Regions from separate parts of the Mus musculus genome. Here regions 1, 2 and 3 are each linked to region 4. The links are chromatin contacts, called in public HiChIP or PLAC-seq and promoter capture Hi-C maps. All regions are on one chromosome and are shown on one strand. Each heading gives the region's core, a stretch centred on a gene start, on an enhancer-like site or on the middle of the called end of the contact. The rest is flanking DNA. Distances are from core to core; before and after follow the strand shown. Region 1 holds the start of Dclk1 (doublecortin-like kinase 1). Region 2 overlaps 4931419H13Rik (RIKEN cDNA 4931419H13 gene). Region 3 holds the start of 4931419H13Rik (RIKEN cDNA 4931419H13 gene). Region 4 holds the start of Smad9 (SMAD family member 9).

What was found. Promoter capture Hi-C pulls out the DNA fragments that hold promoters and counts their contacts. HiChIP or PLAC-seq counts read pairs in DNA pulled down with a chosen protein or histone mark.
Region 1: a contact with region 4 is called in a promoter capture Hi-C map of hippocampal neurons, with 2.8 times the contacts expected there. The contact joins the promoter of Dclk1 here to the promoter of Smad9 in region 4. A contact is called at or near these places in 2 of 39 promoter capture datasets (the 3T3-L1 cell line and hippocampal neurons).
Region 2: an H3K4me3 HiChIP or PLAC-seq map of embryonic forebrain shows a contact between it and region 4, with 5 times the contacts expected there. The contact joins the enhancer-like site here to the promoter of Smad9 in region 4. A contact is called at or near these places in 8 of 39 promoter capture datasets (the 3T3-L1 cell line, the C10 cell line, cranial neural crest and 4 more), 1 of 15 datasets of contacts at CTCF or cohesin (the NIH/3T3 cell line), 8 of 484 Hi-C or Micro-C datasets (the G1E-ER4 cell line, adipose-derived mesenchymal stem cells, embryonic fibroblasts and 5 more), 6 of 115 datasets of contacts at active chromatin or transcription factors (embryonic basal ganglia, embryonic forebrain, embryonic midbrain and 3 more) and 2 of 9 other capture datasets (adipose tissue and liver).
Region 3: a promoter capture Hi-C map of hippocampal neurons shows a contact between it and region 4, with 4 times the contacts expected there. The contact joins the promoter of 4931419H13Rik here to the promoter of Smad9 in region 4. A contact is called at or near these places in 6 of 39 promoter capture datasets (the 3T3-L1 cell line, cranial neural crest, embryonic stem cells and 2 more), 1 of 15 datasets of contacts at CTCF or cohesin (the NIH/3T3 cell line), 10 of 484 Hi-C or Micro-C datasets (the G1E-ER4 cell line, adipose-derived mesenchymal stem cells, embryonic fibroblasts and 7 more), 6 of 115 datasets of contacts at active chromatin or transcription factors (embryonic basal ganglia, embryonic hindbrain, embryonic midbrain and 3 more) and 1 of 9 other capture datasets (adipose tissue).

The regions. Positions count from the first base shown.
Region 1 is chr3:55,240,888-55,244,230 of GRCm38.p6, forward strand. Dclk1 (doublecortin-like kinase 1) reads left to right here and starts at 1,477. Exons shown (of 17, transcript NM_001195538.2): 1 at 1,477-1,864.
Region 2 is chr3:55,073,347-55,076,748 of GRCm38.p6, forward strand. The region is part of intron 6 of 4931419H13Rik (RIKEN cDNA 4931419H13 gene); the gene reads left to right. Among named protein-coding and RNA genes, the nearest start is that of 4931419H13Rik, 20 kb to the left of the region's middle. Within about 2 kb of position 1,500, at least 3 of the 459 cell types and tissues checked have an H3K27ac peak or open chromatin away from gene starts, as enhancers often do. A contact at or near this core is called in embryonic forebrain, where this site is marked.
Region 3 is chr3:55,053,878-55,057,198 of GRCm38.p6, forward strand. It overlaps 4931419H13Rik (RIKEN cDNA 4931419H13 gene), which reads left to right and starts at 1,365. Exons shown (of 8, transcript NR_040593.1): 1 at 1,365-1,559. It overlaps Ccna1 (cyclin A1), which reads right to left and starts at 1,178. Exons shown (of 9, transcript NM_007628.3): 1 at 1,088-1,178; 2 at 456-641. The coding sequence starts at 620.
Region 4 is chr3:54,753,954-54,757,644 of GRCm38.p6, forward strand. It overlaps Smad9 (SMAD family member 9), which reads left to right and starts at 1,629. Exons shown (of 6, transcript NM_019483.5): 1 at 1,629-1,741.

The DNA.
Region 1 (3,343 bases), core at 227-2,726, 490 kb after region 4:
CTTAATAAATTACCTCGAGGAGGCTGGAGAGATGGCTCAGTGGGTAGGAGCTCTTGTTACATTTGCAGAGGACCTGGGTTCAGTTCCCAGCACCCACACAGTGGCTTACAAACACCTGCAACTCCAGCTCTAGGGGATACCACATCCTCTCCTGGTCTCCAGGAGCACTGCACACATGTGCTATGCATACATACATGTAGGCAAACATTCATACACATAAAATTGAGATAAATAAGTCATTTATAAAATGAAATGACCTTGACAGCATGTCCACTGGGGGGAGGTTCGAGGTAGGATCTCTATTAGTCACACACTTGGAAGAAATCACTGGGGACTTCTCACTGGCAAGATAAGTGGAGGTCTTGATTTCTGGTCTCAATGAAACAGACTTGTTTGGTGTCCATCTCTTGGCTTAGCTCTGAGCCTTACTTTTGCACTAGAATTTGAAGAAGCAGAGCGTGGGACTTTGCATCTAGTTAATTTGGTGAGTGCATTCTACACTCATCTCTGGCCTCTTGAGTAGCTCAGAAGTAGATATCTCATCATTTATTGAATATGTAATACATATCCCAGTTGGCTGCATTTTCTAACAAAGGGTAATCAGCATGAACAGAATACTTCAGGAGAATTTCAGAATAACTTTTAGTAACAATAAATAGTAAAATACATAACTGGACCCAGTGGGCAGAAAAAATTAATTTTGTGTTTTTTATTGAGCAGCCCAGAGTCAGTAAGACAAACAAATACATATATTGGCATGTGTCTATGTATTGTCTAATGACTTTTAAATATATATATTTAGGCTGCATACTGAGCCATGCAAATGTTTCAGAGATACCTGGGATGGGGTCCCAGTCCCCAGAATTGTATCCAGTGGAAGCTGTGAACATCTGGGTTCTGAGAACATTCTTGTTCGGGGAGGGAAGGCTTGTGTAAGCTTATGGGACTTTCCACCCTGACAGACTGCCAGTCTTGCAGCCAAGAGGCCTCCAAGAGCAGTCTAAGTGTGGCCTTAAGTTATCAAAAGCTTATTGTGAAATAAAGCCCTAAGCAGGAGGCCACCATCTCAACAGTGACTCATGTCTTGGGGTCAATCGCGAATGACGAGTGGAACGTGGCCCTCCCCAAGTAGGGAGACTGAGGATTACTTTACATTGCTTAGTTTGAAGGGTCCAGATCTGGTCTCCCAGGACAGTTCAGAAAAAGCAGTTTTGAGGGGCAATCCTACTGGCTTCCCTATTCCTGGGAAGGGCGTGTCAAACCACAATGCCAAATGAAAAGATGTAGGGGTGTGTGGGTAGGTGGGTGAGTTCCTCTGGTCTCCTTTGATGAAGGCGACCTCAATACTGGACCACTTCTCTGCCCAGCACATGACCTGCTTCAGATTCATCTCTATCGATATTCTTTCTCAGTTCCCTGAGCCACCAACCAATCTGCCCCCATCCTCTGGCAAGTCCTTCTAGCGACTGGGGAGGCTTGGGAGCGGAGGGGTGTCCAGGCAATCCAGATTACCAAGACCATTGCAACCAGAAGCCTGGCTAGAGGAGGGAGGACCCTGGACTCAGCCACGGTGGGCGCGCCCTGCCAAGGAGGGCGGAGGGCGGAGCAGGAGAAGGAGGGAGAAGGGAGGGCATGTGAGCGAGTGAGACACAAGAAAAGCTTGCGCGCCACCGCCCTCCTCGGGAGAGAGGCTGGAGTGAGGCTGAGCGGAGAACCGCATTTCAATGAGGACCAGCTCCAGCGCATCAGTGCACTAGCGGTCGCAGCTTCCAGACGCTCGTGCTCCGCAGCCCCAGCCGCGCCCAGCCCGGCGAGGACAGCTCCAGCAGCCGGCCACAGACAACCCAGCCTCCACCCGCGACCGGTGCGTGCTTTGCCTGGGCTGGGGAAGGTGCGGGCAGGCCCCGTGGTGCCGTCTGACCGCAGCCCTGGAAGCCCTGGCCAGGATGGACCCCACTGGGCAGCAGCCGCCCCGCCCGCCGTTCCTCGAAAGACGGCTGCTCTGGGCTGGCTAGTTTGGTCCGGCCAGGAAGCGTTGTGTGCCCGCGGCCCCAGGGTTGCTGGCTCCTGCCTCTTTTGTCTGGTGCCACCGGCTTTAAATAGGGAGTCTGGCGGGTTGGGCCCTCCAAGGCTTTCCATCCCCTTGTTGTTGGAGATAGAGAGCCGCGGAGGAGCTGGGAGAGGCGCTTGTCATTGTCAGGATTGACTGTGGAGCTAGGACCAAGTGGGCAAGGAAGGAGTGGCTGGGCCTGGCCTCTTATTGTGTGCATGCTTTCCCGAGTGCCCAGGAGGGTGGCATGTGCCTGGTGATGGGGGCTGCAGTGTAGGCGTTGCAAGTACCTTTTTGCATGGTCTCAAGTTCCTCTGGGGACAGCCAGGAAGCCTTGTGTACGAATTAGTACCTGCAGTGCTAAAAGCATGCAGAGAGGAAAAGACATTTTCCTCCTAGGGGGAGCGCACACACAGCGCCGCATTGCCCCACAAAAGAGGCTGCTTTTGAAAATCAGGTTTCTGAGGCATCGCCACTGGATTTGGCAAGGAAATCCTTGTGGGTGAGAGAAGTAACAAGAAGATTTCATTCAAACAGGGCTCCCTCTCTGACTGCACCTGTGAATGTGTGCCCAGGTTACTGTGCACGCGCGCTCAGCTGCCACACTGCAGGGTGTTCCGAAGGGGGCGGGGGGGGGGTGGGGAACGACCGTGTCATGACTGTTCCTAAATATATCGCCTTTCAATGGGAAAGGAAAGTAGGGCAGCGTTTTAGGTATGGAATGTTTCATGAATGCAGGTTAGGAGGGATTTCAAGAGAGGTTATATGTAAGAACATTTAAAAGATGTTCCCACATCCTGTGATGTGCTGGCTTGGGTGGTGCGTGCACTCCGGAGAAACACATGCATGTCTTTTATTCCATACCTCTCTATCCACCTGAATCCTAATCCAACTGCTAAAATATGCTTTGGGATTTCCATGTGTGATGGCGTGGATTTATGCTAGACGTGTGTGTGTGTGTGTGTGTGTGTGTGTGTGTGTGTGTGTGTGTGTGTGTTTCTAAAATTGATGAAATGGGAGCTCATTCACAGAAAGGTGAATATAATATTCCTTAGAATGGTGAGAAACCCCACAACGAGCAACACTGCTTCTCTGGCTTTGTAATATTTGTAGAGTATGATAAAAGTCCATGCTCTTCCCCACCCACAGTTTGTAGTCTCTGTGGCTGAGGGCTCTGAGCACCTTCTTGGTGCCCACATTTGTATCCAGAGACTTCTATCCTCCCATGCTCTGCAAATGCTGGCCAAGTGTGTTCTAGCTAGCTTCCTGTATAGGAAGTGTGAACCTGTGGGA
Region 2 (3,402 bases), core at 250-2,749, 320 kb after region 4:
CTCATCAGCACAGGAAAAGGTCTTTCTTCTAAACAGAGCACCACTAGCACGGGCACTGAGATCAACAATTAGTAAATGGGACCTCATGATATTAAAAAGCGTCTGTAAGGCAAAGGACACTGTCATTTGAACAAAACAACACTCCACACAATGGGAAAATATTTTTAACAAATTTGCATTGATAGGAAACTAATATCATACACACACACACACACACACACACACATATATACATATACATTAACTCAAGGTCTCCTTGCTGCTCATATCAGAGAGTCCTCTCTAGTCAGGACATAAGTTCTGTCTGGATCAACATCCCTCTCTAACCCCAAACATTAGCAGCAAAGAAATTCTAAGATCCTTTCTCTGCCCTTCACCTCTCTGACCCCTGACCTTTGCCTGTAGGAAACATAGACTTTCTGTGATGCTTAGAACATTTTGTGATTAAAAAAAAAAAAAAAAAACCAAAAAACTTTTTTGTTAACTTATTTTGTTATGCTCAGTGGAAGAGAATAGAGGGGTTTGTGTTCATCTGTTTGTTTGTTTGTTTCCTGTTAAAGGATACCTTTCAAAAGCAAGAAGTCTTAAAGCTGGAGAGATGCCTCAGTGGTTAAGGGCACTGGCTACTCTCCCAGAGGGCCAAGGTTTGGTTTGCTGCACCCACATGGTGGTTTATATCCATCTATAACTCCAGTTCCAGGGAAATCTGAGGGTCTCTTCTGGACTCCTTGGGTACTGCCCGCATATTTATGAATACATAATACAAGTAAAAACTTTTTGAAATAAGAAATATTTTTAAATTAACATTGTATTCAATATAATCTCTATAACTAAATTCATACTAACCAGTCCAGGTAATCATTGACTAATTTATCTCTTTTATCAGCACCTATTATGTTTATGTATCCAAAAAGTTTTGTATACAGTTTTCATTTAGAGAGTGGAAATTAGCTCACATTTATATCAGCATTTATATCATCATATTAAATCAGCATGTATAATGTTTTAGAATACTACCTTTCTTTAATATGCTTTAGTGCAAGTCCATGAGTAATCTGGAATTGTTTTACTTTTTTTTTTTTTAACTTGGTTTACAGACACACATCAGCACGCTTGTTATTATCAGGGGCTTCACTCAATCACCAGCTCACCACTTTGTATAGTCGCATGAGAGCCCATTCAGACTGTTGTAGAGGGAATATTTCACCAGTATGGCCCACCTCTTCTTTGTGGTGCTGGGTATGGGACTGTGGGCCTTGTTTACAGTGGACAAATTCCTGGCACCGAATCATGCTACGGCATGATTACTATCTGAAGAAGACGTCATGGACACAAGGCCCATTGAACAAAGATCCCCAGAGGTAACTCCATGGTTCTAATTTAGATCGTTCCAACAAAGAAACAATGGACCTTTGGTTGAGAAACTGTTCCTGGCAGCCTGTGATGTGGCTACATCCCAGAGGTTGTGAGCAAAGGCTCAGGTGCTCCTGTTTGGAAAGGCCTAGAGCTGACACATATCCTTAGCTTGGAAAAGAAGCACACAGCTCAAACTCCTCTGCAAACTCAGCCACATCATAAGCTCCCTGCACATGCCGACAACATCTAATGTTCAATTAAATAGATTTATAATGCCTTTATGAATCTTAGTACATATACTTATACACACTCAGAGTGATCCAATCAGGAAAATGAAAACCTTTTACTTTAAAATGGAGTGTTAAATTTTAAAGGAAAGACATGTCATTTGAGTCTCTGCACAGTGCCCAGTGTTGGAAAGATGGCACCACTGTCTTCTGGTAGACTGACAAAAGTAATTATTTCTAAAACCTACAGTGGCTAACTGTGAATGTTGAATTAATTGATTTTCACTTGGGAAACTCTGTGGTTCAAAATTAGTAGGCAGCATGATCGGTCTTTGAGCTAAGGAATTAAATTGAGGTTGAACACCCATCCTGAATGAGAACCATTGTTTTTAAAGGGGCAGATTTAGATCACCTCAACGCTGGTCTCCTTTCCCCAGGATCTGAGGAACATTAATTAGTATGACAGTTTGCTAATTAAAACTTTCAGGATTAATTAAATATGAAGCTTAGTCTCCACAACAGTTCCAACTCTGTGCTGCCCTCCTGCTGTGGTTGATTGGAGCGTGCCACCCACTGTGACTTTTGTGGGTGTCTGTGACAGATCCCGTTCTGGCAGAGCTATTTAATTCTGTGTTATTAACCAACCAGTGTCTAAGACCAGCTAGACCTTTGTGAAGATTATATATTTAAGCTTCAAGCTCTGGGTGCCTGAACTTACACCTCCTGGGAACACGAGCTCTTCAACAATGAAAAGGCTGATTAAAACTTAATAAAAACTGCCGACATAATGAGATGGATCCCTCTAGAGATAATTTCCCTTGCCAGATTTCAGAAACGATATAAAACTCACTTTCAAATGTTTATCTGCAAAAGCATTTTGGATCCACTTACACCAGGGACATATCAAAGAAACTCTGGGACAAATAGCTTTGGAAATTGAAGGCTTTGGGTTCTGTTGGTACTATTGCTGTCTGACGCCACAAAGAGAAGCATCCAGAATAGGTACCAGCTCTAAGACATCTACATTTATTCCGAAAAATTAGAATATGTGGAGCTGTTTAGATATTATTTCTATTACTTGTGTAGTCTTCTTACAACTCAAAAGCTATTTTTGGACAATTTAGTTGATACAATACTTATCTTTTAAATAAGCCACTGTTCCCAAATGAAGCAATGACGGTGCTTTCTTGCTGCTTTTTAACTTGACTACATGGATTTGCTTGTTACTGGATTTAATGAAAATGTCACAGGCATCCTTGAGAGATCAACAATAAAGGAGACAAGGTGACTGAAACAGTCAGATGTGAGTAACTGAGTGGGCAGGATTTTTTAAAGCCATTCTGGACCCGAACACTTGGATACCAGAGAAATCACACACACACACACACACACACACACACACACACACACACACACACTCGCCTCATCTCCCAAGTGCTAGAATCCCAGGCTCGAATCACCATCCCGGGCTCTACAATCTATCTTGGTGTATCTTGATTACAGAGAACTCCACCCTTTAAGAAACAGGCTCAGACAATCGTGAGTTTGCTCTCTAGTGACTTAAGCATGTTATGTTGCACAAAGATCCAGGTCCCAAAGAGAGACAACCCATACGGTAAAGTTTGCCCTTCAGTAGAATGATGCGTCATCTTCCTAACTCACAAGTAACCCTACACAGGTGTCCCACCCATTGAGAGCTAAACAGCTTGCCTGGTGTCTTGGCACAGGCTCTTAATCCTAGCACTCAGAGGCAGGCTGATCTCTATGAGTGCAAGTCCAGCCTGGTCTTCATGGTGAGTTCCAGGCCAGCCAGGGCTAC
Region 3 (3,321 bases), core at 115-2,614, 300 kb after region 4:
GATGTGTGCTCTAATACCAACCTCTAGTTCATAAAGTAAGCTGGTGTATCCTGGTACACACAGTGCGGCCACAGAACACAACACAAGCTCTCCCCGATTAATTCGTGGTAGCCTAGCTCCTACTGAACATCTTTCTGGCGGCTCAGAGCATCTCCAGGGCTATAGGACAGTGTAATTTCATTCTTTCTGACTAGCCCTTGAATCACTTAACCCAAACAGTTCCTACATACACATATGCACACATGTGCACACACGTGCACACAGATGCACACTATCATAGAAAGCCTTCTTTGTCCTTGGCATCGTTCTCCATGTATTTGACATGCAGGCACAAGTGCATGAGTGCATGCACACACACACACACACACACACACACACACACACACACACACACACGCATACTGCCACAGCAAGCCTTCTCCGTGGCATATTTCCTGGTGCTCCTGGGTCATTACCTGGCCACAGGTCCTCCTGTACTGCTCATTTTCAGTCAACACCCCTAGCACGGTTCTCTGTGGGGGATCCTGGCCAAGCTGAGCTCTGCTGAGCATTTGACAAGCATCAGGACCTTGGCCCACTGGAGGCAGAGCGACTCCACTCTTGGAGCTCTGGCGATGCATTGCCTAGTAAGCCACAGCCTGCTGCTATCCAGGAAAGAGGAGACACAGTTAGTTTACCTCTCAACCTAGGGACCCGGAAATGCAGAGAACTCTGGAGTGCCAAGCTCCAGAGTCACTACCAATGTCCCAACTTCCCGACAAACATTAAGGTCCCAAGTGACAGCTCAGGCATCAGAGCAACCAACTCAGAACCAAACAATGGCTGAATGGGCTTTAATATGACCCCAGGCTAAAGGTTGCAGAGAGAGCCGGATGGAGCCCAAACTCCACGCCAGGATTGTCTGCCCACATTGATTTAGGGCAGAGGGAAGCAGAACCTAAGATTCCTGATCCTCCTTCCCTCGCCCCCTTCCAGATTTGATTCAAAATCCAAGATCCCTGGCTGGGAAAAGGTGAGTTCCCTTCCCAAGTGACAAGCAGGCGCTTCTCTCCAGAAGTAAGGCCCCCAAACCTGCTTGGGAACCCACAGCAGGCCCTGCTTCTCAGGTTCTTCTCTGTCTGGGCGATTAGCAAGCGCACCCCGGCCGGGGCCGGGCGGGCGGGGCCGTGCGCGGAGGGAGGGGACCCGGAGAGGAGAGATTCCAGGGGGCCGGTTCCAGCAGCCTCGGCTAGTGCGCTCGCCACTGAGGACTTTCGACCCAGCCGCGTCTGTTGAATCAGCCAATCAGCGGCCACCCCGAGCCCAGCAGAGCCGCTTCCATGCCAACCGCGGCGGGCGTGCGCCCGGGTCCTCATCGTCCTGGCGACCGCTCACCTGCAGCTCTGCCCGCTGATGCTCGGCCCCCGGGGCGCTGCCGGGCGGGGCCAACCGCGCAGCCCCGGGCTCCTGAACCGCAAAGCCAGGCGTGCCAGGCGCACCGAACCGCACTGCACCGCACGTCGCCACTTGCACCCCTCTGGTCGATGTCACCAGGGAGGGCTGACGGCGGCTTACACACGGTAGCCTCCCTGAAAGGGACAGTTCCCCAGGAGCCGGTTCCCCCAACAGCTACGAACCCCTCCCGCCAACGTCTCCTGCGCGGCCCGCTCCCGAGAACCCTGGCTCGGGAGAGCGACGCGGGGTCCTCGGGCTGAGGCCGCGGCGCCCTCCTGGCCGGCCCGAGGGCGCGGCTCGCTCCCCTTCCCCATCTCCTTCTCTCGGACGCCTGCCCCACGGGCTCCCGACCCTGGGCGGCGGAGGGCTGTGCCACAGCTTAGCCTTCCAGGGTGGTCAGGGGCCGGAAGTGTGGCAAAGGGAGCCGGGAGAGATTTGGGGCCGTAATGTAACTCGAGGTGCCCCAGCCACCCGTGAGAGGTCTTCCCCTTGGGCACCGCTGGTGCGGGGAAGAGGAAGGAATGCGGGGAGCCTCTGTGGCTTGGATGTTGAGAGATTCTGAGCTGAGGTCATTGCTCCGATGACCCGGCCACGGCCACGTGTGAAAGGAGAGTCCCAGGACTGGGAGTGGGAGTTTAACCAAAAAGAAGGTTCTAAAAGGGCAAGGCAATTCTTGAATCATGGAAACCCTGGCACTTGTAGAGGTGACAGGCAATCAGCAAACTGAGTTTACATAATTGGTTAACTTTTTTTGAAAATATATACACACGTGTACTCACATATATGTGAGCACCAGATGTATATGTCTATGCATCATATATCAGTATATATGAGTGTATATGCATACATGCACAGACACACACACACACACACATCCTGTAACTGCTTTTGCTTAGAAATAAAATCCACCCCTAAATTCTAAAAGCAGTTCCAAAGGCCATCCAAACTTTAAGCAAAGGTCGTTAGCCTGCCTAAGTGTATTATTAATTGATGCGTTCACGAGAGAGGGGGTTAGCAGATGTGAACTGTCTCAACCGACTAGACGCAGAAGATTCTAGGAAAAGTGTGGCCCATCTTGTGGAGAGGGCTTTGCGAAGCGTTTCACCAACCCATACTGGATGCAGAAGCGCAAAGCTTCCTTGTTCTGGATGACATGTTGCATCCTCTAATTCTCAATTCTCGTGCCTTCAAACATGGAGACAACACACAGGATGCGGGAACATCTTGGTTGCTGCCATAGATGTTCATAAGTCATCCAGGCCCAAAGGAGCTGTTTTGCAAGGTGCTCTGACTGGTGACAGGCTATGCCTACGCGACTTCCTGGAAATCTCCCAAGAAAGCCAAACCGTTGTTGTGATTGCTGGGTGTGGCTTAAGGTCTCAGCTGGAGCCTGGTAACAAGTTCAGACAAGAGACTGACAGGCTTGGGAGGGGACATTTTTTTTTTTTTTTGGTGCTAAAATTTTGTTTTATTTTAAGCCAAAATAGCCTGAAATATTCCTATCTGTTATAACTTTTTCCAGAAGAAAATGCAAAACACACAAAGCAGGTAGTACTACAGGACAGGATACCTGCATCTTCTGACCAAGTCTCAGTGGCTCCACCAGAAAGAACCATAGCAAAGGGGCTACCTGGCAACATAGGCCAGCCAAAGCTATAAAACCTGGTCATCTCATCTATCAACGAAGTGTTACTTCTTGTCAGTGCATATAGTGTACTAAAATTAATGAAAACCTTCATAAAAACGGTCCGCAGCAGATACATACAAGCAGGATCTGCAGCTGTCTATCAGCTTCCACTTGCGCAGTTAACTTATGACTGATCCTTGAGTATATCCAGTCACATTGAGAGCAGCTTGTCCAGAACTGCTTCTTTGCATGTGTACTGT
Region 4 (3,691 bases), core at 379-2,878:
TATTCTCCCAGAAAATTTTAGCTGTGCTTTTTTTTTTTTTTCAGGTCCCTAACCAAATTTATAAGGGAATTACCACCTCATCACAACTGTTGACAGTCTGGTTTCCTGTGCATTTCTGTAACACAGTGCTGTGGTGGAAGAGAATTATGTTCCTATTATATGATTAAAAAAAAAAAAACGCAGAAGAAGATAGATTAGAGAGGAGAATTTTTATAACCAGGGTGGTCAAAAGAATCCATCAGCGTGTGTTCTTCTCCAGGGCTGGTGTTTGCCCTTTCTTGAATCCCACCAGGTCTTACTGTTTTATCTCCCTAACCTTTAGGGAGTAAAGTCCAGAAAGGGCAGAGGACACACAAAGGCCCGTCCCACCCCTACCCCTTCCTACATGTCTCTTGACTTCTGTGAACTCACAGCCTCCATTGTGGAAGCTTGAGCCTGCTTAGCAGAGGTCTTCCAACAGTTTGTGCTTCTTCCGAATCTGATTGGATCACTTCTTTCTTTAATATCATTTCTGGGAGGGGGGTGGAATCCCTGAGCTGCAAGGTATCGATTCAGAGAACCTAATTAGTTTACTTGCCTCTAAATATACACAAAGCACAGCCCTCTTCCAGCCCATGGCTTGGAACGTTCCACCACCACCGGACAGTATTTCTTCTGGGGTTTCTTCCTCTCCAGGTCAATCAGAAACCTATCATAGCTCGGTTACAGCAGGGTAGATGAGCCAGGTGTAGAAAGACACTTTCGATTTGAAGTTAAAGAGGCATTTAAACTTCTGCGATCTGTTTTTACAAGCAAGGCCCTCCTAGGCTACACTTGGATGATGATGCAAAACTACCCGTGTTCCAGAAAGCGGAGGTTTGAGGATTAGAAAAAGAAGTTCAACCGAAGGACCTTCGTTTACATTTCAAAGGTGCCTTGGCCTCTTAGTGGACATTTGTGTTCTGGGGCTGACTGAGGTGGCCCTGTACCATCCTCTTCCTCTTGGAAGACCTATAAGGAGGTTTGGTGAGGGATCAAAGGCCTTCGGCATACCGGTGCCACTTTCCAAGCGGCTTTTCAGAGGCAGGCAACCTAGGAGATAGCCAGGCCACTGGGCAGGAAGGTTCCTCGTGCCCATGATGTATATCATGAGTAGATTAGGTAGCATGTATTCTACGCTGGATAAGAAATCACAACCTACATATTATAGAACTGGTTTGAAACTCTGCTTGCCACTCAGCTCGTTTAGATGTTCTTGGGCTGATGCCAGGGCCAGTCATGCCTCAGAGGAACAGACAGCCAGTAAGCGTGGCCTCCAGGGACCAGGACTCTGCGGTTCAGGAGACAGGCATGGTTGGTGGTCCTGTCTGCCTCTCCTGGAGCAAGGGGAGGGGAGGACAACCGCCCCCCTCCCTCTGCTGCCTACAGCCTGTCCAGGTGGGAAGGACATTTTCTGGGGATGACCCGGAGACTCCTCTGTCCCTGAAGGCTCTCTGCAGGCATGATGTGCAGAGCGGGCGGGTGCGCGGCGGGGCGGGGAGCGTGGCGCGGCCAGGGCGCTTGGCCCCTCCTGGCTGGGGCTGCGCGCACGGCCGCCTGGCGCCCTTCCAGCGCGGCGCACTCACGCGGGCGGCCGAGGAGGAGGCTCCAGCCTGACTGACGCCTCTGGAGCCGCTGTCTCGGTCCCGCCGCCGCCCGGCCGACCCTGCAGCTACCGCGCAACCGGAGTGCGCGGGGGGCACGCGTGGCACCTCTCGGACAGGTAAGCGCTGCCATGCCGCGGGCGTGGGCACTCGGGAGGCCCCTGAGGTCCCCAGGCGTGGGACTTGGTTCTCCGTGGAGAACCTGGGTGGTGTCTGTAGTGTGCGAGGGCTCCGCGGCATCCCAGCACCTGGGACCTATGGCGCGACGCGTGACCCGGGGCGTGGGCAGGGATGCGGGATGCGCGTGGGCCGAGTGCAGAAGGATGCACACTGTCCTGTACCCAGGGACAGGCGCCCTGGAGCTCAGCTCCGGGAAGTAGTCCTTTGCTGCAGAGCATGACAGTAAAGAGGCTAGTGTGAGTGCGTGTAAGGTAGTTATTGTGACTCTGGGGGAGATTTTAAAACTCCAGGGCACCCTTGGCTACGAAGCCTTATTTCATACTCATGTCATTTTTTTTTTCCTTCTCTGCTTACCTTTGAGGCATACACAGTGAGAAAGAGAAGAAAAAAAGTTAGGAATGTTGAGTGTCTGTAGCTGTTGGGTTGTGTTTGTCTTCTCCTGGGCCTACCATTGGGTGCCAGCGCTGCGCAGACAGGAGGGGGCGAGGTGGGGACAGATGCAGGCGACTGACTGACGCCGGCCTTGTGGGAGGCGTGTGGGGAACCTTCTTAAGGGTGGCTAATCGCTGCACTTCTTACTCCCTCCCCTCTCTCCCTCTCTCTACCATGGCAATTTAAAATGATAGTTTTGAGGTCCTCCGTTAGCGTCAGCCTATCTCTGGACTGGAACTGGTCCTCCTGAGAAATAACCTACAAATGAAGTGGATCTCCTTTTGGAAGCAAATTGTATGTAATTCGGTCAAATGCACAGCCACAGAACACTAGGAATCATTTTTACTTTTATGGCTTGCTGACGACGTTCTGTAAAAATGTAATTAGCAACGGGAGTGGAGAATAACGGTAGTCTTCGGCCCTTTAAATCATTGCCGCTTCCTAGGCCACTCCTCGGGAGGATTTGTGGTTGTGAAATGTGCTAGCATGCCTGTCAATGAGAAGGAATGCCTTCGGATGTTTACACTTAAAAAACTATTCATTTATATTTTAAAAAGGAAATAAAAATTCAGCCCTAGCACACTCTCTAGCAAACGACCAGGATTCAATGCTCTGCCTTTAGAAAGCCAGGAACATGAGTTTAGATCTGTGGTTGATTATCCAAGGACATCACAGTTAAGAAACCGGTGTGGTAGTTTATAAATAAGGAACCTTTAAAATATGCTAAGATTATCAAGGTGTCAAGTATTTCTGAAAACAGACTCCTTGGTGACAAGGCAGCTTCCTGCAAGCCAGCCTTTTCTGAGTCTTTCCTGACACTGAGGCCCCCCACTTTTATGCTTGAGTGGTTGGCTTTGTCGGGTTGCTCCCCTCTCCTCCCCTCACCCCCCTACCCCCACCCAGTTTGAGCTATGCTTTGGAGAATGTTTGCCTAGTCTGGATCCAGCAAGCTCACTTACCAGTGGAGTTGTCTAAAAATCAGAGACAAATTAAAGTTAACCTTAAGCACTTGTCAAGTCTTTTAAAGTCAGCATGAGGCACTTGGTGTTTTCTTTATCAAATATTTCTTTTGCTTTTACTGACATATTCCCCAGCTAATGGGCAAATCAGAAAATATTCACTGGTATAAACTTCTGTGTCTCTGATACCCTAAGATGTAGGAAGAAAAAGAAGAAACATTTCTATTATAGGAAACGTCACCCCAGATATCTAAGCATTGAATAAATGGTAAATTTGTGTATCTTTTCTGGCCAGGTGGCCAAATTGGAGGAGGAGGAGAAAAAAAAAATCAAAGAAATTATTCTTTCGTATGAATAAAAGAATTCAATATCAGTTTTACAAATAATTGGGTTCTGATGGGCGAGAGTGCAACGTTCTTTGCCGAGTTGGAGAGAGATGGTCACTGGCGAATGAAGGCAGCTGATTCTATCTGACCTTCCCTCCCTAGTACAAGAAAA